7 separate regions of the Mus musculus genome follow, and regions 1, 2, 3, 4, 5 and 6 are each linked to region 7. Evidence: chromatin contacts called from public Hi-C and promoter capture Hi-C data. All regions are on one chromosome and are shown on one strand. Each heading gives the region's core, a stretch centred on a gene start, on an enhancer-like site or on the middle of the called end of the contact. The rest is flanking DNA. Distances are from core to core; before and after follow the strand shown.

Region 1 (3,480 bases), core at 444-2,943, 710 kb before region 7:
GTCTCCAGCTGCTCTGCCTGACAGCTGAAGACTGACCTAGCCCCCAAAGAAGCCACTGAGATCACATACTGTGAGGATCCTGGGCTGGCTGGGGGTAAACCTCTGTTATTCTAATTGATACATAAGGAAGATATTTGTTTTCCCTTTGCTGTCCAGATGTGTCCTTCTCAGAGCTGATAGCCTTGGAGCTCTGGCTGCATCAGAGTCCTTCCTGAGCCAGCTCCTATCCCAAGGCTGCAGGGGCCAGGTCAGTCCATCCCATGTGTAAAATCTCACAGGTTGGTTTACCTTGCTGTCAAGCTTCATGCCAAGAAAGATAAACTCCCAAAACAGGTTTCAGTAGAAGACAAACTCATATTCTATCACACAATAAAACTTTTGCTTTTTTTCTAGAAAGTCACTAGGGAAATACTGTCTAGTTTAAAATTATAACCAGTTTGTAAAATTATAACCAGAAATTTTTTAGTGTTCCCTCATTAACATTTGTAGACTTGGAAACATCTCAAGTAAGAGGGCTGTAGATTTACAACTTGGTGTCAAGAAACATACTGTTTATTTACCCAGTTATGTATGTATGTGTGTATGTATGTATGTATGTATGTATGTATGTATGTATGTATGCAGGTATGCATGTGTGTATTTCTTTATTTAAGACAGGGATTCTCTACAAAGCCCTGGCTGCCCTGGAATTTACTTTGTAGACCCGGTTGGCCTTGAACTCAAGAGATCTGTCTGCCTCTGCATTCTGAGTACTGGGAACTGGGATTAAAGGTGTGTGCCACCAAGCCTGGCTTATAGTTTTGTTTTGATTTTTTAATCTAAAAGATTGTTTATTGACCTGGGCATGGTGGCACAGGGTAGCCCTGGCATCTCTAAGTTCAAGGCCAGCCTGTTCTACAAATAGAATTCCAAGACAATCAGGGCTACACAGAGAAACCCAATCTCGAAAAAACAAAATAAATATATAATTTATGTTATTTATATATATTATATATGCTTATATATAATAGGTATTATTGAGTATATATTATGTATATGTGTAAAGATATGTTTATGTATATAATACATATTGTTTATGTATAATATATATTATTGGAGGCAGGAGGGGCACAGAAAACTTTGTGGCGAATTAGTTCTCACCTTCCACATTATATGAGTTTCAGGGATAACCAGTTTGCTATCCTCCCGGACCTGCTCTAGACTTATGACTTTATTACATCTCCAGATATGGGCTCCAATTTTTCTTTTACTTTTTTTCTTTTTTGAGGACAGGTCAGCGCCATCAACCAGCTCCCACTTTTCGGACCTGAGAAAGCGGACCAAGAGCAACCTCGGTTTAACAGTCTCCAGTCTACAGGTTTGTCGAGGAGGTGTGCAGGTTCAGCAGCAGCCGCTAGGTGGCGCTCGCTCCGCCCCGACACCGCTCAGGCACCTTTGCACATGCGTATTGCCTCCCCCACGCCACTCCTCCACACACGCGCACTTCTGACGCAACCAGAGGCCTAGCTCCGCGCTCCGGAGGGGGAGAGGGAGAAATAAGGAAGAGCGGATCCGGAAGTAGGATCCAAGGGGTCTAGTTCTCTTGCTCCGGCGGACTAGAAGAGTCGCGACTCAGGGGGCGTGGCCCCGGAGGCGGAGGGCGCCGTGATTGGCTCGCGACCGCAGCGCCGGCGCGGATTGGCCTCTGCGGATTGAAGTGCGTTGACTGCGCGGAGGTTGAAATTCAAAAGTGACTGGTGTGGCGGATTGGCTTGGCCGATTGGCCTGGCGAATTGGCCTGGCTCCGACGTTTTGCGGCGCGAGCCCTTGAGAGGACGCGGGTCTCGTCACCCTGCCTGCTGCCTTTGCATCCCTTCCTGTGCGGACCACCATGGACGTGCAGGCGCAGGTGAGTGCGGCGGTGACGGCCTGGCGCCAATAGCGGAGGACGCAGGCCGGCCGCCCGGAGACCCGAGTCCCGGGGACAGGTCGGGGCAAGCCGTCCTGCAGGGGAGGGTCGCACCGCCTCGCGCCCAGGACACCAGCGGCCGAGTCAGTGAGGGCACACACACACACACACACACACACACACACACACACACACACACGGCGAGGTCCCAGGACAGTCGCTGCGACGTTGGTCCGCCATTCCAGTCGTGCAGGCGCTACCATCCCGTGTCCCTTATCCCCCTCCAGCATTTCCCATTTCGAATTCTCAAGCGGATTCGACATGTTTGTGCTTCTCAGTTCTTGCAGATCGCCTTGTGGGAGAAGCGAGGGTTCTGAGAGAAGCCTTGTCGCTTGTCCGCAAAGTACATTTCTTGCTGATATCCTGTTGTGTTGCTGCTGGATCGAGATAGAGGAAGGGGAGAGGAGAAATGGGGGCATCGGCCCAGAGGATCCTTATTCCCTCGCCTGCCTCTTCCTTTTGCTCATTTGGACTGCTGACTAGTTTATGGGGGTGCCCTTCTCCACCACAAGCATCTGAGGCGTATGTGTGTGGTAATTAATGGACTGATCTCTCTGGTGTCAGGAAAGACCGGCCTGCATTCTTTGTTTACCAGCATTTCAGTCTAGACTGACTCACAGTCGGTGTTCAGCTTGAAGAGACTTTCTGGTATACTCACAGCCAAAAGGGAGAGCACTGCACTGTGACAGGTGACAGTTAAAAAGTAAAATAGTTTTTCTCAGATTTGTTCCTGCAGTATTTGCCAAGCATCTTCTGGCCCTGCACAGCTGTACTTATGTAGGAGACAGGAGTCCTAGCTACCAGTGAGCTGACAGTCCCTGGGGAGACAGACATAATACAATTTGTATCTCTATTGGGAGGGAGTGAAGGACTGTAAAGGTTCAAGCAGATGGAAGGGGAAGAAGAAAGCTAGGAGGAGCAACATTAAGGTACGAGTTAAAACTGGAAGGAAGAGGTCTGTGGTGCAGTGCTAGGGAGCATCCAAGAAACACACCTGGGTCTATAATCCCCTGAACCAAAAGCAACAAACCATCCTGAGGTCCGTTGTGCACCTGAGGTCACCTGTGAGGAGGCTCAGACCAGAGCTTGGAGATTCAGGCCATTGATACATTGTCTCCAAAAAAAAAAAAAAAAAAAAAAAAAAAAAAAAAAGAGGAAAACAAACCCAAAAGAAGCAATATATATTTGATCTAGTAACCTGAAGCTGGTAGCATGCCCAAGTATAGCAGGGTTTGCTTGCTGATTTTTTGTTGTTGTTTTGTTTGGTTTTGTTGGGGTTTTTTTGGGTGGTAGTGGTAGTTGTTTTCCCTGTGTAGCCCTGGCTGTCCTGGAATTTACTCTGTAGACCAGGCTGGCCTCAAACTCAGAAAACCTCCTGCCTCTGCCTCCCGAGTGCTGGGATTAAAGGCGTGCACCACTACGCCCGGCTAGTAGTGCTTTTCAATTAGTAATAAAGTTGGGTTTTTGTTTTTTGAAATAGGGTCTTACCATGTTACTTTGGCGAGTCTAGAACTGGCTAGAACTGGTCTACC
Region 2 (3,954 bases), core at 313-2,812, 650 kb before region 7:
CTTACATGACTCTGTCCCCTGGGGGAGGTAGGACAGGGCTGGGCTTCCCTCTCACCCTCACCCTCACCCAGTCTCCCTCCCTCCCGCCAGCTCCATGCTTTTTCGGTGTTTTTCTGTACATAGCTCTCTGGCGGTATAGGGGAGGTAGGATGGATGGGGTTTGGGGTGGGTAGGCCATGGAAGGGGAGAAACCCCTCCCGGGTACCCCCTCTTCTCTGACTGCTGCCCCCTACCCAGCCTTGTCTCTTCACTCCTTGCGTTTGGTATTGAGAATTCTTCCCAGACTCCAGACTCGATCTTTCTTTTGTATGGACAGCTCTCCTTCGGTCTAACCCTCTACATACACCCACCCAGCCGGGGCCAAATTTATACTTATATAAAAGTTGTAAATATGTGAAATTTTATCCCATGCCCTTTCCTCTGCTTTCCCCATCAGGCCTTACCCTTGAACCTCCTCCCTCCTCTTTGGCTGTTGTAATTATCTGGGGTTTGTACTGTACATAATTGGGGAGGGGGGCTGGGAGGCGACCCCTCTGTACAGAGCTTCCTGGCTCCCTAGCCCCACCCCTCACTTCCCTCCCCACCCACCACCTTAAGAGTAGGGAGAAGATCTTCTTACTCTTTTTTTTTTTTTTTTTTTTTGCTGTTTGTTTACTCGTTCTCCTTCCTGCCCCTGCTCCCAGACTCTTGGTCCCCCACCACTGCCCCCCCTTTTCTCCCACTCCCAGGCCCATTTCCTTTTTTTTTTTTTCTTTTCTTTTCTGGAGTGTGTGGTGAAACAGAAAAATCATGTTTAATAAACGGAGATTGTTCTTTTATCACTGGGCTGACTTTTATTTATTTTTGGATTTTCAAGACAGAGAGTCTCCTTGTGTGGCTCTGGCTGGCCTGGAACTCTGTAGACCAGGGTGGCCTTGATTGAACTCAAGAGATCTGCCTGCCCCTGCCTCCAAAGTGCTGGGACTAAGTGCTGCCTCCCCCGGCGTTGGGCCGACTTTTTAGCCCGGGGTCTCCAGAACGACCTGAAGGGTGACAGGGACTACTTTTGGAAAGAACAGTCCTCTTACATTACACACTATACCACCCAGTCAGGAGAACAATATATACCGCAGGGTCTTCCTGGTGAAACTCACACTCCCGCTCTCTCTCCGCCGCAGCACTGGACTCGCTTTAGCGCCCCAAAGACTCCAAGTGCAGGGTCTGTGCAAGACCCTCTTGACTTAGGGCTTAATTGTGAGGACGCTCCTCTGCGAAATGGAGGAAAGGACCCAGGTCCTCAGCAAGCGTGCGCTCCAGACTTCAGACCCGGTTGTCCCGCGTGCACGCGGAGGGCAGCAGCACCTACCTCGCGCGGCGGGACGAGGGAAGCAAGCCTTACTGCGGAGCCCGTGGCTCCCCTCACTGCTACTCCAGAACTGAGGGAACCGCCTTCCACTTCCGCCGCCCTCCCCAAGCCCCGGCCCTCCGTCCGCACAGCCAATGAGGAGACGGCTTGTAGGCTGCCGCTCTCCCATTGGCTGCAGAACTGGTCCCGCCCTCCGTGCCTGGCCGCATTGGCGTCCGGCGGAACTGCGGTAGCTTCCGGCCGGCCAGGCGCACTGGCGGTTGAGGTGCTCCGACGCGGTCGCGCGTGCGGTGGGGGCGTGTCGGTGGGACGTCGCGGGGCCGGAGCTCACTGAGCCGGCCGGAGCGAGCACGGTGAGGAGGGGCGAGCGGTGGCGGAGGGCGACCGGAGCCGGCGAGGTGGGGCGCCATCCCTTCCCTCCTTAGCTTCCGCTGGGCCTGGAGGTGTAAACCCTGGTGTTTTGTTGGGTTTCCTGGTGGGCGGAACTAATATACAGAAGCTTGTCACCGAAGAGTTTTCAAGGGTCGGTGGCGAGCGGCTTGAGACAGGTCTCATACCCCGAACTTGTGTGACCCCAGTCTCTTTCCTCCGCAGCCTTCACCCCGTATAGAACCCTGCACTGCCCGACTCCCCGGGATTTATTTCTCTTCCCGAGGTAGCCATGGATGCTTCGACTCCTTTGCCTCCCGCATCCTCATCTCCGAGATGCAACCCAGCCCCACAGACAATCCACATTGAGTTCCCTCATCATAGCTCTTCGCTGCTGGAATCCCTGAACCGCCACAGGCTGGAGGGAAAGTTCTGTGATGTGTCCCTCCTGGTTCAGGGCAGGGAACTTAGGGCTCACAAAGCAGTGTTGGCTGCTGCCTCTCCTTACTTCCATGACAAGCTGCTTTTGGGGGATGCGCCCCGACTGACTTTACCGAATGTCATCGAGGCCGATGCGTTCGAGGGACTGCTTCAGCTCATTTATTCAGGAAGCCTCCACCTGCCGCTGGATGCCCTCCCTGCCCATCTCCTTGTAGCCAGCGGCCTTCAGATGTGGCAAGTGGTAGATCGGTGCTCAGAGATTCTTCGAGAACTAGAAACGTCTGGTGGGATTTCAGCCGGTGGAAGAGCCTCCAGCCTCACACTTATTTCCACAACATCTTCAGGAGGCTGGTGCATTCGCTCTTCCCCTTTCCAGAACCCAGTACGCTCCTCTGCTTCTACAGAGAATTCTGTTCTCCCTGAGAGCCCCGCTGGAGGGGAGGGGAGTGAACTAGAAGGAATGTTACAGATTCAGGTGAAAGTAGAGGAGGAAGAGGAGCAGGGGTCAGCAGCTCCACTCTTTCAGACTCCTCAGCCGGAGAGAGTGTCGGGAGGGGTTTCCCAAGCTTGTGGATCCCACCCATTGCCTACACCTGCTCTTCCCAGCAAGCCTTCAGAGGATGAGAGCTCAACAGTAGATCCTCCTGCCCCTCCTGTACAAGCTTCCCAAATCTTATATGTGAATCAGGAAAACGTTGAGTGTAAGGAGGAGATAGCAAGAGGCACAAAGGAAAAGACCAAAGTACTATCTGGAGAGGACTCTGAGGAGAAGGAGGAGCTGAGATACTTGCTGTCCTCAGGAGGAGGGGAATCGTCTGGGGCAGGAGATCCATCGTGGAAACCAGTGGATCTTCATGGGAATGAAATCCTGTCAGGGGATGGAGGACCTGGAGGAACAGGGCAGGCTATGCATGGGCCTGTGAAGCTAGGAGGGACACCCCCTGCAGATGGGAAGTGCTTTGCTTGCTTGTGTGGAAAACGGTTTGCAGTAAAGCCGAAACGAGACCGACACATCATGTTGACGTTCAGCCTTCGCCCTTTTGGATGTGGCATCTGTAATAAACGTTTCAAGTTGAAGCATCATCTAACAGAGCACATGAAGACCCATGCGAGAGCTCTGCATGCGTGTCCCCATTGTGGCCGTCGATTCCGTGTCCAGGCCTTCTTCCTTCGCCACCGGGACTTATGCAAGGGCCAGGGCTGGCCCACTTACCACTGGACTTACAAATGACTACTGGTGCTCTCTAGTGATTTCTAGGACAAGATAGCCCCTGCTGCTGCTGGACTCTTACCTTCACCACCTCAGTCCTGGATTGTATAATCATTCCAAGAGATTATATATATTGTCATGAACCCCTTACTCTTGGGTATGGGTCTCACCCTGGTAGTCCAGGTTTAGACAGACTTTAGAAAATCATGCTTCTGGTCACTTAACCTAAATGGCCCTTTTTGTATTGATAGCCAGTGAAGGAACTGCTGAGCTCAGATTAATGAGAGAGGAGTTGGGGCATAGTCACCCAGTAACTCTTAACTTCATCTTCATGGGGGGGAGAGGGAGCTGGTCTCCAACTAGGAATGCATTTGATTCAGAGCTCAAGTAATTGCCAGACTAAGGTCTGAGCGGCTTCTCCCTCCCTGTTAGCAGTATTCTGTTTCTGTACTTTCTGTCATTTTCCAGATGCTTTTTAGGTTCTCACCAGTATACACCTTTCCCAAATATCCTTTTAAAAATACTTGAGTGGGGCTGGAGAGATGGCTCAGTTATTAAAAGCACTCTGCTCTTCTAGAAGTCCTGAGTT
Region 3 (3,711 bases), core at 866-3,365, 650 kb after region 7:
CGCTGTCAGCTCTTCCAGGGGCATTGGGATTGCTCTGGTGGGGACTGGACACTCAGGACCTCTCCAGGGTTCTGGAAGGGGTCACCATCACCCCTTGGCAACAGACACCTATGGTGACTTCAGGTGTGCCTGTGGTCACACCCCAGGCAGCCAAATGCATGTCAGATGCGTTAGCAAGCAGACGTGGGAAGAGCTGTGGATGGGGAGGCGGAGGCTTATCTAAGGAAGTGGTGGCCAAGCCCATGTCTGACGGATGAGGAGGCATAAGTCAGAGTGAGTAGTGGCTGAGGTGGCCCAGGCAGAAAGAGCTGCCTCAGTGGATGCCTCAGGGTAGGGAGCGCCCTACTGCTGGGTTTAAGATGTCAGGCCCTCTGCTTCTCCACTGACTTTGCCGACCTCTGGTGCTCTCTCTCTTTCTTCTGTCTCTTTCCACTCCGATTTAACTTACCTTATACTTACTGGTGTTTTGCCTGCATGTGTATCAGCATCATGTGTATGCAGTACTGCGTGAAAGCCAGAGGGGGTGTCAGATCTTCTTGGAACTGTAGTTAGAGACCGTGCAAGCGCTGGGGATGGAGCCTGAGGGTTAGTGCTCTTAACCACTGAGCCATCCGAGGTCTCCCCTCCGAAGTCCAACCTCAGAGTTAGGTTCACGTGTTATACCTGGGATCCAAGGCCACGGCCTGCGCCTTATCTGAGAGCTGGATGCCTCAGCGAGGTGCGGCTCACTGGCTCTGCCTGCCCCACTAGCCCTCCTGCTTGGCCTTTCCCACCTTGCCAGCGTTCATTCTTCTGCAGGCTCTGCTTCCTGTGTGGTCTCCTCACACAGCTGTTGGTGCCTGGGTCAGTGTGTTTACACATGCTCAGCACCCACGCCGGGCCAGGAAGTGACTCTACCTGAGGAGGACTCTGGCTGCTGTGCGTGCGTGCCTGCGGGAGCCTGCCCCTGGAGCCACATAAGAAAGGGCCTAAAGGACTGCAGGTTCCCAGCAGTCCCTGGCTGTCAGGATTTGGGAACAAGGAACAGAAATTTCCAGAAACCCTTCAATTTATAAATTATTCTGTGTCTTTCACACAGAATTTTAAAGGAATGTTTTCACTTTATGAATTTTAAAAGAAAAAAAACTGACTTTTCCTGCTTCCTTCATTTTTTGATGCCTGAGACAAAGGAGGGTCTCAGGCTCCAGATCTTCCCATATCTCTGTGCTGATAATGGCGTTTCAGGCACGGGGCCCCACACGCTCGTTTTAATTTAATTTTCTGATATGAAGTGTGAAGGCCTAAGTTCCATTTCCAGAGCCTGCACTAAAAGCTTGGCTGTGCACCTGCGAGCGCAGCACGGGGAGGTGGAGAGAGATGGGTCTCTGGGGCATACCGGCCAGCCTAGCCTGCTCACCAGCCTCCAGACCTGTGAGAAACCTTGTCTCAGAGGCGGGAGGTTGCTTTCCCTAGGAGGCCTGCCACCTGCAGGTTCAGGAAAGATCGTGGGTTCCCAGCCAGCCAGGACTATAGAATGGAAATCCCATTGTATAGAAGGCACCTAAAGGCCATGCCTTTAGTACCAGCAGAGGCCTGGAAGGACTGACCTCTGCGTGTGCGAGCCACTGGCGACCATCACTCCCATGTCATGAGTAATGGCAGTTAAGAAACGTTTTTTTTGTGAGCCGGGTGTGGTAGTGCACGCCTTTAATCCCAGCACTTGGGAGGCAGAGGCAGGCGGATTTCTGAGTTTGAGGCCAGCCTGGTCTACAAAGTGAGCTCCAGGACAGCCAGGACTACACAGAGAAACCCTGTCTCAAAAAACCAAAAAAAAAAAAAAAAAAAAAAAAAGAAAGAAGCGTTTTGTGATGAACCTTCAGAACCAGTATTCCTGGGTTTGGGACCACTCAACCCTGCTGCCTCTTCGCATGACTGTAACAGCACTTCCGGACCCGAGGCTGCGTGAGATTGAGCTCCCAGGCCAGGCCACTCTGCTCATGAGCCAAGCTTACTTGTGTTTGGGGACAGTCTTGCCTTGTCCCTGTGCCAGTCCTACCTCTGATGTGGTTGGCCAGCACTAAGGTCACTCCAGTACAGGGCTCCCAGGACACCACACCCTGTGTTTCCCAGCGCCCTGTGCACCTGGCAGTCTCAGGTAGAAAGCAGGCCCTCCGCTGGGCTAGCTGCAGGCCCCCTGCCTGCTCTCAGCCTCTTTTAGAGGGAAGGCTGTGTCCAAGGTATCCTGCAGGCACCCTTCCAACCCCCACCTACTCCCTCGGGGACGTGCAGGCTGTAAGGAGCAGACTGTGAGCCATGGTAAGGTCAGTGCCTAGGGTTCCCAAGCTGGCCTGTGAATCCCAGGTAGATAAGGAAGGCCCTGCCTCGATCTGGACTCCTGGGGAAGAGAGAAGCAGGAAGCTTCAGTGGGGAAAGGTGCGGAAGGCCTTGCCAAGCAGGTTATGGTGGGTGGGGAGCTACCACCTGCTGTAGCCCCAGGATTTGGGTGGAGACTGTGGTAGAGGCCTCCAGAAAAGAGGGCTGGGCAGCTGAGTGCCGAGTGGCCCGGGACTGGCTGAGTGGCCTCTGCTGCGGCGGCCCACAGCCAGCCCACAGACCTGTCTCTATCCAGTTTGCAGCATCCGCATCCTCAAGGAAGCCGCTCCTGAGCCCTGGGTGAGTAGAGAGGACTCTGTCCCTAGCACTCCTCGGTGTCCTCCAGAGCATTTATTGTTGAGAAGTCGGTGGCTAGGGCTGAATCAGTTTGTTGTCTTTCCTGTCTGGGCCACCTTGTCCTCTGCCTATTGCCACAGCACCAAGACAGTCAGCTCTCTGGGCGTTCCGAGTGCCTGTTCTGTGCTGTCCTCCCTCTTCGGCCTCCCGGGAAGCTCATGAGTTGGAGGCCAAGGCCGGAGAGTCCTGGCAAGGAACAGGTTGCTCTGTGCAGGCTGGGGAAAGTGCTGGGATGTCTTCCCCTGGCTCATGGCCACCTCAGAGCCTGCATTTCAGCACTCCTGAATGAACCAGTGTTTACAGGTTGTCCCTGTCACCAGTGTAACATCTGGTGCACAGAGGCATGTGTCCTCGGCATTCTGTGTCGAGCCGGTTCCTTGCTTGTGAGGTGAAGGAGCCCAGTGTGACCTGAGTGTGTGAGGTGTACTGTCCTGTTAATGTGGTGTGCAGGTGTCACCCCTGTAGCCTGCTTCCGGCGTTATTTCTCTGTCACATCCGCAGACCCCCTCCTGAGTGAGCGTGCAGGCTGCCAAGGGAATCTGGGGGATCCTAGCGGGTAGATCTGTGGAGGGCATGGTTGGGCTCCCATCTCTAGAGTGCTCTACTAGGGCAGGGAGAGCCCATCTGCTCCGCTGCCTCTCCACTCAACCGCTTTGTCCCTTTTCTCAGGGACCAGGAAAGCCTTGGGGACTTCCTGCTTTCCAGAGCTGAGTGAAGCAGCCCTTATCTGGAACTCGAAAGCCCCAGGAGGTGTGTGCTCAGAAGCAAACAGAGGCTGACCTGAGGCTTCCTTACGTCAGCACCCTCCTCAACTGCTCCTGGGAGCTTAGCCGATGCTTTTCTTTAAAGTTCTTACTTATGTACATTTGTTTGTTTGTTTGTTTGTTTGTTTGTTGTTATCTCTGTGTGTGCCTGTGCCCATGTATGATGGTCAGAGCACAGCTTGTAGGAAAGAGTCTGTTCTCTCCTTCTACCATGTGGGCTCACTTCAGGGCACCACCA
Region 4 (3,536 bases), core at 281-2,780, 950 kb before region 7:
AAATTACATGACTATTTTAAAGAAACAAATTATTTCAGATTACTAATGGTGAGCTGAGTGACTATCAAGACATGACCAATAGATGGACCTCCACTTCAAATTGAGTTCTGAGTCTAGTTTGGCCTGTTCCTAACTGCATGGTTCTGCCAGCCTTCACCTTCTAAATTCTGGGATTAAAAGTATGCGGCCACTACAGCTGGCTCAGTTAAAGTCTGAAAATCATTTGCAAAGATGGTACAGCTGCTGAAGGGTCCAATTAATTCAGGAATCCATTCTACTTGATGAAGAAATCAGGAGAGGTGGCTACTACGGGGAAATGGATCCACAGCCAGCACACTGGATTCAGCTGCCAGATCTCCCTTTTCATCTTGCTCTGTCTGCAAGCTTCTGCAAAACCAACCTCAGCTCAGCATGGTGCTTCACTGGCAATCCCAGCATTTGGGAGCTGTTGTGTTCCTCATAGCAAGTCCCTGGCCCCAAGGGAAAAAAAAACCTCCAAGAATTGCTCCCCTCCTCTGTGTCTCAGGAAGTTCATGGTGCAATGAGCCTACAATTCTGGCGAGCCACAATGATATTTCTGGCTAATTCCTATTCTTGTTTGTTTGTTTGTTTGTTTCGAGACAGGGTTTCCCTGTGTAGCCCTGGCTGTCCTGGTACTCACTCTGTAGAGCAGGCTGGCTTCGAACTCAGAAATCTGCCTGCCTCTGCCTCCTGAGTGCTGGGATTAAAGGCGTGTTCCACGATGCCCGGTGATAATTCCTATTCTTTTTTTTTTTAAGATTTATTTATTTATTATATGTAAGTACACTGTAGCTGTCTTCAGACACACCAGAAGAGGGAATCAGATCTTGTTACAGATGGTTGTGAGCCACCATGTGGTTGCTGGGATTTGAACTAAGGACCTTTGGAAGAGCAGTCGGGTGCTCTTACCTGCTGAGCCATCTCACCAGCCCCGATAATTCCTATTCTTATTGAAACTGTTGTGACAACTGGCGGGAATGCAAAGTAGGGCCTGGTCATCCTCAGCTGTCCATCTTCTCTGGAGATGTGACCTCTCTCAGATGGCTGTCAGATTTACTTCTGTAACTCAGACCCTGGCACTCTGTACAAGACACACAGCAGCACCAACGATTAAGAGCCTTACAACCGTGAAGTTACTTACAATGCGACTGTGATTCTTCACTTGCAGCAGAGATGGCGATTGTGAGTAGTTCATGGGCTATGGAAGAATGCAAAGCAGGAGCCTAGCATACAAGACTCTAGAACAGTAGTCCACTATTGTAGGTTTTACTTATTTATGTCTGCGCGTAAAATATAGATAAAACTGTAAATGACACATCACCAAAATGGGCCTAAGTTCTTTCCAGAAAACTCTGCTGGTCCCCTCCCCGGTGGCTGGAGGTTCATCTCAGTCAAGCCCCATGGAACCACAGCCTTGAGACTAGCCAGGTAAGGGCGGGGCTCTAGTCTAAGGGGCGGAGTCCGACGGTCGAGTCACGCCGCGCGCAAAGGGCGGGGCTTTAGCGCGCCGATCACGTGAGCCTCTGTTGACACTTCCGGGTGGGACGAGAGCGAGGCTCCGGACCGATTCGGCTGCTGGGGCGCAGGCATGGCATACCACGGCCTTACTGTGCCTTTGATCGTGATGAGCGTGTTCTGGGGCTTCGTGGGCCTCCTCGTGCCCTGGTTTATCCCCAAGGGTCCTAACCGGGGGTAAGTGCGCCAGGTCCAAGGTGGTGGGAGCGGAGGACCCCGGTGGGAGGATCACGGAGAGAAGGATCGTACGTGGAGGACTACGGCGGGAGGATGAGGCGGGGTGGACCACAGAGGGGAGGACCGCATGCGCTCCTCAGAGCCTGTCAACGTCCCCGGCTGGAGGGTGAGGTCACCTTTGGCGGCCCCTCCCGGAAGTGAATTTTAGGGAGTGCTTTTTGTCTTGATGGACTAAAAGTGTGCACTTCGACTGAAGAGAAATTAGGGCGCCTCCCAAGCCACTGTCGCTGCTTTGGTTCTGTCTTTGATGCACGGGAGGCTTTTTGCCTAAACCTCAAAGAAAGGGATCTGAGAACAGAAATCTCCCTCTCGCCCCCTTGCTGTCGCAGTTTCGGACTCAGACAAGCTTGATGCAGAGCGTTAAGTTCAGCCTTTGCAGCTAGTGGGCCCAACCCAAGCCAGGGTGAGCCTGATCTAAACGAGGTTAAATCACCCAGAGCTGAAGGCATTGTGTAGAAACCTCTGCGTCATACCTTCCAGGGCGCTCCTGCCCTTACTTGTAAACAGTATTTACAGTGGTTGGCCAAGATTTTCATTCCCCCATCTAAGGTTTGCAGAATACCGTTTTCTCTGTTTGGAGATAAACTTCTGTATTGCAGTGTAAAAACAAACCTTTTCAGAGGAGCCTAGGGCACCCTCTTTCTAGTTCCTCTTTTGAATTAAGTAATTTTTTCCCTCTCACTCAAGATCATGTGGAGGTGACACTTGATCTTAAGTAGTAGTGTGTCAGAAACGTCTCTTGCTTTAATGGTTAGACACTGAATGGTGGGTACATAGTGTTTAGCTCCACAACACTTTGTAGAGTAGACAATGTTTACTGAGTGGGCCATTTTGATTAGAGAAAGTTTTACTGTGGGTTTCTTTGTTTTGGGGGGGCTTTGGGGGGTTTGTTTGTTTGTTTGGGGGGGGGGTCAAGATAAGGTTTCTCTGTGTAGCCCTGGCCATCCTGGAACTCACTGTGTAGACCAGGCTAGCTCAAACTCAGAAATCCACCTGCCTCTGCCTCCCAAGTGCTGGGATTAAAGGTGTGCGCCACCACGCCCAGCTGAAGTTTTACTGTTTTGTGATATTGGCTTCTATTACTGTCTGGAATACACTGACTTTTAACAGTGTTTTTTCTATTAGCCTAAGAAAGCACTTTTAAAGATGTATGTATTATTTTATGTATATAAGTGTATAGCTGCATGTATGTAAGGGCATCATGCGTGCAATGTCCACAGAGGCATTTGGATCCCTTGGAATTGGAGTTACAGATGGTCATTAGCTGTCACGTGGGTGCTGGGACTTGAATCTAGGTCTTCTGGAAGAGCAAGTGTACTTAACCAAAGAGCCATCTCTCCAGGTCGCAATTAAATGGCTTTTGAAAGGGAAATGATAGGTGAATATCTGTCCTTTGCAAGCATCAGGGAGGCTCCACTTCTCAGTAACAGTCCTACAGCGTCATCTGCGGTTTACAGCAGCTGATGTGGTATCTGGGCTCTGCAGTTATCAAAGTAATTTGTAGTAACTGAGTACTGAGTCCATTTAGACACTTTTTTTTTCCTCTTGGAGTTAGACAACAAAATGTCTCTGTTGTGTTTAAACCAACCCTGTTCCGTTCCACCACTGTCTGTCTTTCTGGCCTTCATCCCAGAATAGCTTTCATTAACGTGCCTAGTTTGGGCCACTCCTTTCTTAAAACTCTGTTCTCCCCATCCTGGCATCAGGTGCCCCTCCTGTTATGCAGAGTAATGAAACCCCTGGTGCTCACCACAGTCAGGTTC
Region 5 (3,499 bases), core at 559-3,058, 840 kb before region 7:
ACAAGTGGGTTTTTAAAGAATAAGCAGTAGACAGACACGCTGATCCTTGTAGAAGAGGAAGGACTTTTTAACATAGACCCAAGTCCAGAGTCATGAAGATCTCCCAATGCTATGCAAAATTATGGAAATTTAAATCCTCTTTAAGGCAAAAAAGCACCATCAGCAAAGTCAGAGTCTACAAATTCTGCAGCTCATGTGAATACTAATCTCAGTCTCATTCATTATGAGAGATGCAAAAGAAAGGAGTTTTTTTGAAAAAGAGACAAAATGATAACACCAGTGTCAGCACACCAAGCTGGTAGGGCTATAAGGAAATAGGCATTTCCACAGTTTTGCTCATGCAGTGTAAACTGATATAACCAGTATGACGAAACAGGCTTCACACCACAGTCCTGGCTGGCTTGGAACTCATGGGGATCTCCCTGCCTCTACCCCTTGAGTGCTGGGATAAAGTCATATGCTACCACACCCAGATAAAAAGGATATAGGAAAGCTTGTGTGGAGCTAAAATGCATGTCTAGTAGCTGCGGTGTTAATCAGTGCCTGTAATTCCAGCAGTTCTAGGTCATCCTTGGCTACATAGGTAGCTGGGAACCAGCTTGGGCTCTGTGAGACCCTGCCTCAGAAAAGCAAAGAAAATACTTAGGGCCTTTCACCTGTCCCGTGTGTTCTGTCATCGTCCTCCACCCCCTCTTCCTTCCACTTCTATAGCCTAACAAATCAAGTGCAGCTGCTGGGCAGAAGCATTTCATAGAAAATGGCCGCACGTAGGGAAGTAACTCCCAGAGTGTTTCTTAACAGTACATGTATAGCAACTAGTGAGCACTGAGTTCAATGCTACATTATCAACACCTCATTCCATCCTCTAGGTGACCTAACTTAGGAGTGATGCTACTGAGGAAACTGATTACAAGCCTGGAATCCAGGCCTTTGATACTTGCAGCCAGCTACTGAGCACCTTTTAGGAAGTGGGTGGTACAGGGTGCTTTGGGACAGGTAGGCGTGGAGACTGGGGGCTGTGTGTGCAGTTTGAGAAAAACATTTTAAAAAGAGGGAACCCATATCCAAGACGACAGAGCCTGGAGAATCCCGGAGGGTGGGGGAAAAGTGTCCAGTGGTGTTGAGGGCTTAAGAAATAATAATTTTAAAAAACACTACCCTTCTTTGAGGTTTGCACTGACATTGTTTCTATCACACCACACAGTCAGAACTACTCCTATGAGATACTTGGAATCCAATTCTACACAAAGGGCAGGACCAGAGCCATAGAAATGTGTAAGGACAACAATGCAGGATCATGGTTGTACTAATGGAGGTGCCCCAGTGACCTGTATTTAAGTCTGCACCTTTACAAGTTTTGTGTCTTCCTCCATAATGCATACCTACTGTATACATTTTGCTTTAAATTTTAAAGAAAAAAAATGTAACTTTGGTGACATCCGAATTGATCCTTTTTTTTTTTCCATCCAAAAGGTCACTAGAATAGCGGGTTGTTGTTGTATCTCTAGTACTGGGAACAAACCTGAAGGCCATGTGGCATGCCAGCCTATCATCACCTGAGTTGTATTTTCCCCTCCCCCCCACCCCAACTCTAATGGTTCTTCATAATCACATTCCACTTTTCCGTTTAGTAGGAGCAGACCAGAGAAGCTGTGCGTGTTCTACGTGACAAGAAAAGTTTCAGGTCTGGACTCTTGACCTGGTTTGATCCACACGGGGTCTCCCGCAGCATCACATTTGAAGAAGTACGGAAAGGCGGGCAGGAGCCACGTGAACGCGTTCAAGCTTGGCTGCTGCCGCTCGCCGTAGCCGCATTTCCAACATGGCGGCTCCCCAGGATGTCCACGTCCGGATCTGTAACCAAGAGATTGTCAAATTCGACCTAGAGGTGAAGGCGCTTATCCAGGTACAAATTCTTAGGCTCCTGTCCGGCTCTCGATGGCCGCCTTGACATCTTCCAGAATATTCGCGCCTGGTCCGGTTCCAGGATGGCTCCTAAGGCACCATTCGGTCGGTTCCCCGAGATCACTGACCTTCAGGCTTTTCTTTTGTGAACTGTTGGTTTGCCCACCCCTGAGTTACCCTAACACGCCGCTCCCTTTCCTTGGACTGCAGCCGTGCTGGGCTAGCCCGCCCACCCGCATTCTCGGCTGTAGCCCCGCCCCACCCCTCGCCCTGCTCGCCTCCCACGCCCACTTCCCTAAGTTAGGGACCCTGAGGCACCCAAAGCCACCTGGCCCGACAGTCCCTGCCCGAAGCTAACTAAGTTAACCTGGGACGTGGTTGTAATTTTTTGAACAAAGAATTCAAATATTGTGCAAGATCCTGGGTCAGAAGGCAGGCAGTGCCAGTATTAGGACCTGGATGGGGAAAGCCAGCCTAGGAAAATCATTTTAGAGCTTCCCTACCCGGAAACAGACTGGAAAATGAGGCGCTTATCTGGAAGCAGGTCTTAAGTAGGAGACAGTAGTGCAGGAACACAAGCAAGAACAGGGAATGTAGAAATGGCTCCAGAGTTTGGCAAAAAGAACCCAACCGGCTCAGAATACAAGCTGTGACAGCAAATAAGGAAAGGGTAGGGGTGTGACTCCGCTGGTGAGGACTTTGCCCAGCACTGGGTTCGCCATCCCCAGTGCTGCATAAATGGGCTGTGCCTAGCTGTTGGGGTAAGCTTGGCTTTACTAGCCCCTATAAAAAGGAGCATGGAGAGTAGTGCTCTCTGGTAAGCCAGATGTACACTCTGCCACATTAGCAGTTTATCCTGTGCTGTGAGGAAGTGTTGATTTTGTGAGTAAGCTAGAGAACAGGTAAAGAAACGCCGCAAACTTTACTCCTGAGATGTGCAAACAAAAAAAATGGGCCAATTCTAGAAAAATAAACAAGATTTATACAAGTGAGATTACCAGAGGCTGGGGGTAAATTTAGCTCAGAGTAGAGTTAAAGTTTAGCCATGTGCAAGGCTCTAGTTTCAGTCCTCAGAATGCACATGTAAATACATATACATACATAACACAGAGTTGCTAGGGTAGTGGCTCTAGCACTTGGGAGGCATAAGCAGGACCATCATGCATTTGAGGCCAGCCTGTACTACATAGAGTCTTCAAAAAAACAAAACAAAAAAACCCTTATATCCAAAATTTGAAAAGTTGGGTTTTCATATTATATCATAATATAAAATTATGTAATAGCATCATAATACTTCATATTATCATAGTTTCCTGTTAGGTAGGCCTCTGGTGACATATGTGTTTTGGGTTCTTATGGTTACTAGTGAGTAAGCATAGCCCCATACATTGTATTCTTTCAGTGTTCCAGCTATTCTGCTAAGTGTTCTACACAGAGAAATACCATCTTGACGTAGGTAAGGTGAAGAAATGGAGGCACAGAGAACTGAAGTTTTCCAAGACTGCACTAATAAATTGCTATACGCAGGATTTGAATATATGTAGCTTAAGTCTAGAACCTGCTCTAAAATTTGGCTCTCATAATTCTGACTTTC
Region 6 (3,590 bases), core at 252-2,751, 680 kb before region 7:
GGAACAGGGCTCCTCATGGTAGGGCTGTGCCAGAATTTGAAACCGATTCTGTGACCTGGTGCACCCAGTGCAGGTACGGGGGATTTCCCTGCTCCACAGGCAGTGCAATCACTTCGGCCACTTCATAAGGGTGCACAGATCTGCGAAGTGATAGGGCGAGGTTATTTGGACACCCAAAGATACACCCCCTAAGACACCAGCCCTGGACTCCCCAGTAAGTTCCACCACACAGTGTCCACCTCAGCGCTTGGGGGAGGGGAGGCGGGGAGCGGGGTTTCTTCTCACTCAGTGGCAGAGTGTTTGCCTGAAATACTCAAGGCCCTGCCTGGTTCATCCCCCAGCCCCACCACCACCACCAAAAGAAAATCTCAAAGTTCTTACCGAACAAACTCTGTCAGAGCAGGGACCAGGGAGCTTTGGGTTTTAATCATCTAAAGGGCAAAGACAGACATAGTTCAACCAACGGGGTAGAGAACTGGTGTCAGGAGAGGGCCAGAGTTGTCAAAGGAGCCAGGCAGGGGGGGAATTTTCTCACCATCAGCACCTCACTATCTTCCTCGATCTTTCCTTTCCATTCATAGCTGAAGAGGTCAGAGAAAGAAGGGAACAAAGTCTTGGGAAAGGAAGATTTCTCCCAGAAAAAGCTCTCAGCCCCTCCGGGTAGATTTCCGTTTCTAACTGACAACTCACATGGATGTGATCTGCGGGATGAGGTTGACGCAGGCTGCCAGACGCTTCTCTACCACTGCCCTGAGGGTGAAGCGAGATCAGAGTGTGCACGACCCGGAAACAGCACCCTTCCCCTAACCCCAACGCTCTCTCTAGGTCATCTGGCCGAGGTCCCCACCTGGCGATCTCCTTGGCGACTTTTTCGTTGGGACAAGTGACAAAGGCTGCAGAGACTGATCCTGGAACGTAGCCGGAGCCCGAGGCCGGAGGGGGCTGGGACGGAGGGCTTCCAGAAGCCATTGACAGCAGAGCTCGGGGTAGCAACAGAAGGCGGGAAGCCACCGGCAGTAGCGCTGGCATCCAAAGAAACGACAGGAGCAGAGTGGCCTGGAGCAGGGGGGAGGGCGGATTCAGTGTCCCCACAACTGCCCCAGGAAATTGCACCTGGGCTGCCTTCTGGGGCAGACACCAAGCCTCTGCGCTGCCTTTTCTGCACCAGGAAGAAAAAAAAAAATGTCCCTGAAACTTAAAAGAAACTTGGGACAGCTCCTCTGTTCCGCTGCAGAAGCTGGGTGAGACTTCGAGACCGGAAAAGGCGGGGCCAGACTCACCCCTCCGCCGAGCAAGACGCCGGGCGCCCGCCCCCAGTTCATGCAGCCCGCGCTGGTAGAGAAAAGAAGAAATCAATGGCCGCTCATTGCACGGACGAAGGACCCCGAGCCCCGGCGGAGCGGCCGCCTCTTACCTGCAGTAGCCACGTGACGCGAAAACAGTGTGCACCACGTGACAGGAGCAGCCCTGCCTTCCCGGAGTCTCCAGACCTGGCCAATCCCGGCCCTCAAGTGGCCCGGTAGCCCCGCCCTCTTAAGTGGGCGTGGCGTCGAGCCCTCCGACCAATCGGCAGCTTTATCTGAGGTCGTGCGCCCCAGCGGCCCGCCCATTTCCGTGAATCCTCAACCGGTTGCTGGCAGGGGAACGCCGCTGCGGCGACCCGCCGTCACGTGATGAGGCCTGTCCTTTCAGGCGGCGCCGCCTCAGGAGCAGCGAGCGGAGGCCAATTGCTGGCCGGCCTCGCGGTCCACGTGACGTGAGACCTGGCGACCCGCGCTGTCGCTGCGTCAGGCTGGGGCCGGGGAGTTGTCCTGAGCTCCGGAGTGTGCCTAGTAACAGCCCCCCTCCCTCCCCGCGCTGACAGGCAGCCTTGGGTGGGGACAGTTCCCCCCACCCCCCGCCACCGCCCTTGCGTTAGCACCGAGCTGAGAAGCCAGCTGTCCCTGGGTAGGGGGCAGTGATCAGGCAGGCTCAGACCTGGCACTGCCGTGGCTGGGAGAGGAAAGACACCTTTTCAAAGCACTGGGTGACACCTGTAAATGGGCTAGTGGGTGATGGAAGATACCCAGAGCCCAAAGCTTCGGACAGAGGCTGACAAATGAGTGGAGAGGAGAAATGAGAGTTGCAAGTTAGAGTTCAGAGTGTGACCCTGTTCTTTCCCCCTTGCTGACTCTTCTCCCCAGGACTGGCCCACCTCTCGGTCTTGGGTCTCCTTACCTTCATCCATTCCCCCAAGGAACCAGGACCTGCCCTACATAACCTCCCTGGAGCCTAAACACATCCAGTGACCCAAAAATGGAGAGGGGACCAGTGAGAGGACAGAGAAGAGGGTGGAGACAGCAGGAAAAAGGGCCCTGCCGCCCAAATATTAGCCCTCCCTCCAAGGTCTGGGGTCCTTGGCATGGGTGGCTCCTGTTAGGCTTCTGCATTTTCTTGAGTTGGGGGGGGGGTTCTCAGAGATCCTTGTGTGTGTAGGTGAGGGGTTGGGGGTCCAATATTTGGGTCCTGTGGGGGTGGGGGTCCAATATTTGGGCCCTTCCTAGGGTCTGGGTTACCTGGGGAGTTGTTTCAGGAAATTGAACCTCGCAATCGGTCACTAACTCACATCTTTCAGATGTAATGTATTTTAGATCTCTATGTGGTCATCTTCATCTTTGGGTCAGCCGAATGTCTCCTCCTTCATCCCCAAGTTTGCAGTTTCTTTGAGATACGAATGTGGGGTTTCTTACCTCTAGCTAGATTCTAAAATTTAATTCTGGCCTGGGGCACTTTCTAATATTGGCTTCATCTTTTTCTTTGGGTCTAGGTCTCTGTTTTGGGTCTCCCAAACTACAAGTCCAGGGTTCGAATAAGATTAACATGGGTCTGGAGAACCTTGCTGACACTAGAGTCTCATATTCTGGTCCCTGACTCCTTTCTTTAATTTAGGGGGTGGGGTCTGAGCTCAGAGGTCTCTTTCCTTCTAGATTTGGATCTGTGAGACCCAATTTGTTGAGTATGGAGGTGGGGGGGGGGTGAGGTGGTGAGTATCTTTCTCTGGGTCTGGGGTCTGTCTGAGGGTCTTGGGTCAGCTTCTACGGGACTTCCCTGGTGTGTATGAGTCAGGGGTCCCTCGTTCTCTCCTTTTCCGGGTCTCCCTGGGTAGGGGTGGGGGCTGCAGTCTCTCCCTCCTCCTCCTGCTCTCTCTTCTCTAGCTCGCTTCCCCCGCCCCCCCTCTCTCTGCTGCCGCTGCTGCCGTTGGCTCTTATTCTCCTCCTCCTCCTCCTCTCTCCTCCTCTCTGCTCCTCTCCGCTCCTCTCTCCTCCTCTCTCCTCCTCCTCCTCCTCCTCCACCTCCTCCTTCTCCCCCTTTCTCTCCCCCTCTTTCTCTCTTCTTTTTCTCCCCCCGTCCCCCCGCCCCCTCCCCCTCAGGCCTGATGAGCAGGTCTCGAGCCTCCATCCATCGGGGGAGCATCCCCGCGATGTCCTATGCCCCCTTCAGAGGTACGGTGGTGGTAAGGGGAGGGGAGGGCCAAATGGGGGGGCAAGAGGGGGAGGGGCAGCGGGCGGGGGAGGGCCGGGGCCACCGAGGGGAAGGAGCGGCTGAAATGG
Region 7 (3,538 bases), core at 645-3,144:
TAAAAAAACAAAACAAGTCAGTCCTACCCCTGGTCTGACCTACACAAGGCAATAGGTGGCCAAACTGCCGCCAGTCCATTGTAAAACTTCTAACCAAAATTAGAAAATCGGTTGTTCCTTTGTTAAGGATCTTGAGTTTCTAGTATTTATCCAAAATATTCACATTTTCACCTCTAGGATGATCTTCTTAAAACAAAGGGTTTTGCAGTGTTCATGACTAAATTACACAGCCTTCTACTTTAAACTTGGCCAGACCTAACCACAGCACTGCAGTGAGGCATGTCATTATGCTAATTCCTTTTCCTCCCGCTAACAGCCCAGATCCCATCTGACTTCCCATATGATAATGAAGAAAACAAAGCTTCTAGAACAGCCTTCACCATAGACAGTTTTACCTCACGTATTCCAAAGCCAGCGCATCATTTAAAACTTGACCTTGCTTACTTACAAAGCGCGTCTTTCGGGGACCTTTGGTAATGAAGGAAAGTAACAAAGTATACATTTCCAAAACTCCTGTTTTGCAATCCCTCAACAGCACAAAGAATGCTTTCACGGATTTTCTTCAGGCCGTCATTTCATTTAAATTCCCCCTCCTCCTCCTCCTCTTCCTCCTCCTGAGTATCTACCGGACAGTGATTCCTGGTAGTCCATCCTCCCTTTCATCAGAGCCTTTCATAACTAACGGGTCAAGTTCCTGTCGCCCATTTCAACACGATGCACCGTACTGCAGGCTTGCCACCCCAGCCCACCGCCGAGGGCCGGGATAAAACATACTCAGTTTCACTGCCCTTCATTGTTTTCAAGCGAACTGCCATCTTACCACCATGCACACACACGACAGCAATGTGTCCCCACAGGCATTTTATGAATTTCCAAAGCAGCTATTCTTTGTGGATTTACAAACCACGCGCCTTTCATGAATCTCGCTTCATCACCACAGAAACGGCTTTGTGAAGCCGAAAAAAAAATTTTTTTTTAAGTTCCTTAAGGAAAAAGGAACAAGACTCTAAAACGTTCTATTATCCTAGCTTACCCTACGACTCATCCTATTGGGCACAGCAGAGAAACGTCGGGACAGAGATCTTCATAAATACAGCTTTTGATGGTCGTGAAGTGTTCCGGTCAATATGAATAACAACCTCGACGACAACCGTGTCCAGTGCCCTTTCTTTTCAGGCTCCAACCATACGGACTCAGCAGCTCAACGTTAGAATCGAACGGCTGGCCCCGGCTTGTCGCTGCCAGTGCTCGCCCGCAGCCACCTCCCCTCGGCCAGCAGCAACCCTGCGGGGAGGGAGGGAGGGAGGGAGCGGCCCTCCGCTCCGCCACAAAGGCCGGCCTGCGCCCCATGCACGTGTGCCGAGCGCCGAGCTGCCTAGCCACTGCCCCGGGCGAACGGCGGCCAACCCCCGACGGCCCGCCGCGGGATGGCATCCCGCTGCCCCGGGCCCTCTCCACTCCGCTCCCCACCCCCCCTTCTCCCCAGGAAACCCCGTCGGGCGCCGCCGACCCCCGGCAGGGCGCCTCACCTCCTCCTCGCTCTCGCTGCGGAAGCACAGGCACGCGGCCCGCTTCTTGTAGCCGTCGCCGTCGTAGGTGCGGGTCTGGTTCGACTTGAGCTTCATCATCCTCCGGGCCCGGGTGGGGGGTGCCGTGCGGGGCCTCGGAGTCCAGGGAAGGGGAGCCTGCTGCAGGCGGGCGGCCGCGCGCGCGCGCGCCCCAGGCTCGATCGAGAGGGCGGGGAGGAGGGTCTGTGTGTCCGCTACACGGCTCCGCGGCGGGACAGCCTCATTGCCCCCGGCCCAGGCCCTGCGCCGCCGTCACGGCCGCCGTCGCCACCGCCACCGCCCCCTCTACCGCCGCCGCCCCCGACGACGACCGCGCCGCCATTTTGGACGCGCTGCGTCAGCTGCGTAAGGCACGCGGGCTCGCCGGACGGCCGCGCGTGCGCAGCGCGGACGGCGTTCCGGAATCGCGCCCGGCGCGGGAGAGCGTCTGCACTGAAGGCCGCGGAAGCTGGCGCGGCTGCTACGCAGACAGCGTAGGGCTGGGGATGGCGGAAGCCGGGTGAGGCGCGGCGCGTGGGCACCACCCGCGACCCCACGGTCCCGGGCGCCGCTGGGCAGAGAGCAGGGGCCCGCCCAAGGTCACCGGCTGAGCGGCCCAGCCCGATCCAAGGTCGCGCCGCTCAGATGACAGGGAGAGTGACAGCGCCGCTCTGCTGTCCCTCGCCGCAGACTGTCAACCTTAGCTGCTGGGGATCAGGAGTGGGGCGGGGCGGGGCTGCTCTTTGCGGTCAGTTGGTAGCTGTCTGGACATATGTGCGTCCTGCAGCCATTTGTGCAAAAAAGGCAAAAGCTGCCACTTGCCTGGCGACATGCTTGAGGGACTGGGTTCGAACCTCAGCACTGCAAAAAAGAAAATAAAAAAGGAAGGAAAGAAAAGAGAGAACGCCATCCTCTTAAACAGGAGCAGAAAGGGAGAGACTGTAAGAGTGTGCACAGCACACGTACGTAAATCATGAAATATGGTTTCTGGCCGTGACTATAACACTGGGATGACCCTCTTAGAGGACGTGAAAGTGGGCTACAGCGTTCCTGCAACAAAACGGGCACCATTACCGTGTGCTAAACGTTTAGAAAATTCTGTCAAGATATTCAAGATTTATAAATAAATCCCAAAGCGCACAGCGTACGTTTGTGGGGACAGGTGTGTGCGCCATGATTGCTTCTGTGAGGTCAGAGGGCAACTTAAACGAATCCATTTTCTCCCACCACAGAGGACCAGGAGACTGAATTTAAGTGGTCAGGCCTGGCTGCAAATGACCTTTCTGGGATATCTGACGGGTCCCCGTTACCTGTTTTAATCATCTTGTATGTAGTATACTTCATTAATAATCTAGAGGGGCCCAAGAGATGTGTCAGTTTAAAAGGGCACTGGCCATGGAGCCTGACCACCTGAGCTAGATCCCTGGCACACATAGCGAAAGGAGAGAACCAACTCCCACAAGCTTCACCGCTACATGTGCTCTATGACATATGTGTCCACACATATTCTAACTTCTTTAAAAACTAAATGAAGGGGCTGGAGGGATGGCTCAGTGATTAAGAACACTGGCTGTTCTTCCAGAGGACCCTGATTCAATTCCCAGTATATGGTAGTTCACATGGTACCATACAGAGTAGCTCACAACTGTCTGTTGGCTCCTTCACACAGATATATATACAGCCAAAACACCAATAAAGTAAAAATGTAAAAAGTCTGGCTGAAAAGGTGCCTCAGGGATAGGAGCGCCTGAAAATGTCCAAGTGTCCAGGAAGCAGAAAGCACTGGGCGTTATCAGTAATAGCTAAATACAATTTAAAACTGAAATTTGCCTAGTTTGTATGAAACTCTAGATTCCAAATTAACTAGGCAATGGCAGTAATCCAAGCACTGTGGAGACAGAGGCAGGAAAATCAAGAATTCAAGGCCATCTGTGGTTACACAGCAAGTTTGAGGTTAGCCTAGGCTACATGAAACCCCGTCCCAAAGGGGC

What was found. Promoter capture Hi-C pulls out the DNA fragments that hold promoters and counts their contacts. A called contact is a pair of places that touch in the nucleus more often than the background predicts. Capture Hi-C pulls out chosen DNA fragments and counts their contacts.
Region 1: a promoter capture Hi-C map of pre-B cells shows a contact between it and region 7, with 5 times the contacts expected there. The contact joins the promoter of Kifc5b here to the promoter of Nudt3 in region 7. A contact is called at or near these places in 2 of 39 promoter capture datasets (hippocampal neurons and pre-B cells), 1 of 484 Hi-C or Micro-C datasets (CD4 T cells) and 1 of 115 datasets of contacts at active chromatin or transcription factors (large pre-B cells).
Region 2: a promoter capture Hi-C map of pre-B cells shows a contact between it and region 7, with 2.6 times the contacts expected there. The contact joins the promoter of Zbtb9 here to the promoter of Nudt3 in region 7. A contact is called at or near these places in 7 of 39 promoter capture datasets (the 3T3-L1 cell line, the C10 cell line, the SN4741 cell line and 4 more), 1 of 484 Hi-C or Micro-C datasets (embryonic stem cells) and 5 of 115 datasets of contacts at active chromatin or transcription factors (astrocytes, embryonic forebrain, embryonic midbrain and 2 more).
Region 3: a contact with region 7 is called in a promoter capture Hi-C map of stem cell-derived epiblast-like cells, with 2.5 times the contacts expected there. The contact joins the promoter of 1810013A23Rik here to the promoter of Nudt3 in region 7. A contact is called at or near these places in 1 of 39 promoter capture datasets (stem cell-derived epiblast-like cells) and 1 of 9 other capture datasets (adipose tissue).
Region 4: a promoter capture Hi-C map of pre-B cells shows a contact between it and region 7, with 3 times the contacts expected there. The contact joins the promoter of Atp6v0e here to the promoter of Nudt3 in region 7. A contact is called at or near these places in 5 of 39 promoter capture datasets (3T3-L1-derived adipocytes, the C10 cell line, the SN4741 cell line and 2 more), 1 of 484 Hi-C or Micro-C datasets (pre-B cells), 2 of 115 datasets of contacts at active chromatin or transcription factors (astrocytes and bone marrow-derived macrophages) and 1 of 9 other capture datasets (adipose tissue).
Region 5: a contact with region 7 is called in a promoter capture Hi-C map of adipose tissue, with 2.8 times the contacts expected there. The contact joins the promoter of Bnip1 here to the promoter of Nudt3 in region 7. A contact is called at or near these places in 2 of 39 promoter capture datasets (cranial neural crest and liver) and 1 of 9 other capture datasets (adipose tissue).
Region 6: a Hi-C map of LSK cells shows a contact between it and region 7, with 2.9 times the contacts expected there. The contact joins the promoter of Cuta here to the promoter of Nudt3 in region 7. A contact is called at or near these places in 8 of 39 promoter capture datasets (the 3T3-L1 cell line, the SN4741 cell line, cranial neural crest and 5 more), 4 of 484 Hi-C or Micro-C datasets (the G1E-ER4 cell line, LSK cells and cortical neurons), 6 of 115 datasets of contacts at active chromatin or transcription factors (astrocytes, cardiomyocytes, differentiating embryonic stem cells and 3 more) and 1 of 9 other capture datasets (adipose tissue).

The regions. Positions count from the first base shown.
Region 1 is chr17:26,915,398-26,918,877 of GRCm38.p6, forward strand. Kifc5b (kinesin family member C5B) reads left to right here and starts at 1,694. Exons shown (of 11, transcript NM_053173.2): 1 at 1,694-1,888. The coding sequence starts at 1,871.
Region 2 is chr17:26,971,617-26,975,570 of GRCm38.p6, forward strand. It overlaps Zbtb9 (zinc finger and BTB domain containing 9), which reads left to right and starts at 1,563. Exons shown (of 2, transcript NM_001005916.2): 1 at 1,563-1,698; 2 at 1,940-3,954. The coding sequence starts at 2,007. The coding sequence ends at 3,386. It overlaps Syngap1 (synaptic Ras GTPase activating protein 1 homolog (rat)), which reads left to right. Exons shown (of 19, transcript NM_001281491.2): 19 at 1-818.
Region 3 is chr17:28,269,593-28,273,303 of GRCm38.p6, forward strand. 1810013A23Rik (RIKEN cDNA 1810013A23 gene) reads left to right here and starts at 2,116. Exons shown (of 3, transcript NR_045427.1): 1 at 2,116-2,295; 2 at 2,609-2,652; 3 at 3,379-3,571. All of the region lies in intron 2 of Ppard (peroxisome proliferator activator receptor delta), which reads left to right.
Region 4 is chr17:26,674,866-26,678,401 of GRCm38.p6, forward strand. It overlaps Atp6v0e (ATPase, H+ transporting, lysosomal V0 subunit E), which reads left to right and starts at 1,531. Exons shown (of 4, transcript NM_025272.2): 1 at 1,531-1,713. The coding sequence starts at 1,610.
Region 5 is chr17:26,779,271-26,782,769 of GRCm38.p6, forward strand. Bnip1 (BCL2/adenovirus E1B interacting protein 1) reads left to right here and starts at 1,809. Exons shown (of 6, transcript NM_172149.5): 1 at 1,809-1,906. The coding sequence starts at 1,823.
Region 6 is chr17:26,938,037-26,941,626 of GRCm38.p6, forward strand. Cuta (cutA divalent cation tolerance homolog) reads right to left here and starts at 1,502. Exons shown (of 7, transcript NM_026307.3): 1 at 1,415-1,502; 2 at 1,281-1,332; 3 at 848-1,056; 4 at 691-750; 5 at 536-581; 6 at 382-431; 7 at 1-140. The coding sequence starts at 1,322. The coding sequence ends at 14. Syngap1 (synaptic Ras GTPase activating protein 1 homolog (rat)) reads left to right here and starts at 3,214. Exons shown (of 19, transcript NM_001281491.2): 1 at 3,214-3,482. The coding sequence starts at 3,416.
Region 7 is chr17:27,621,558-27,625,095 of GRCm38.p6, forward strand. Nudt3 (nudix (nucleotide diphosphate linked moiety X)-type motif 3) reads right to left here and starts at 1,895. Exons shown (of 5, transcript NM_019837.2): 1 at 1,530-1,895. The coding sequence starts at 1,628.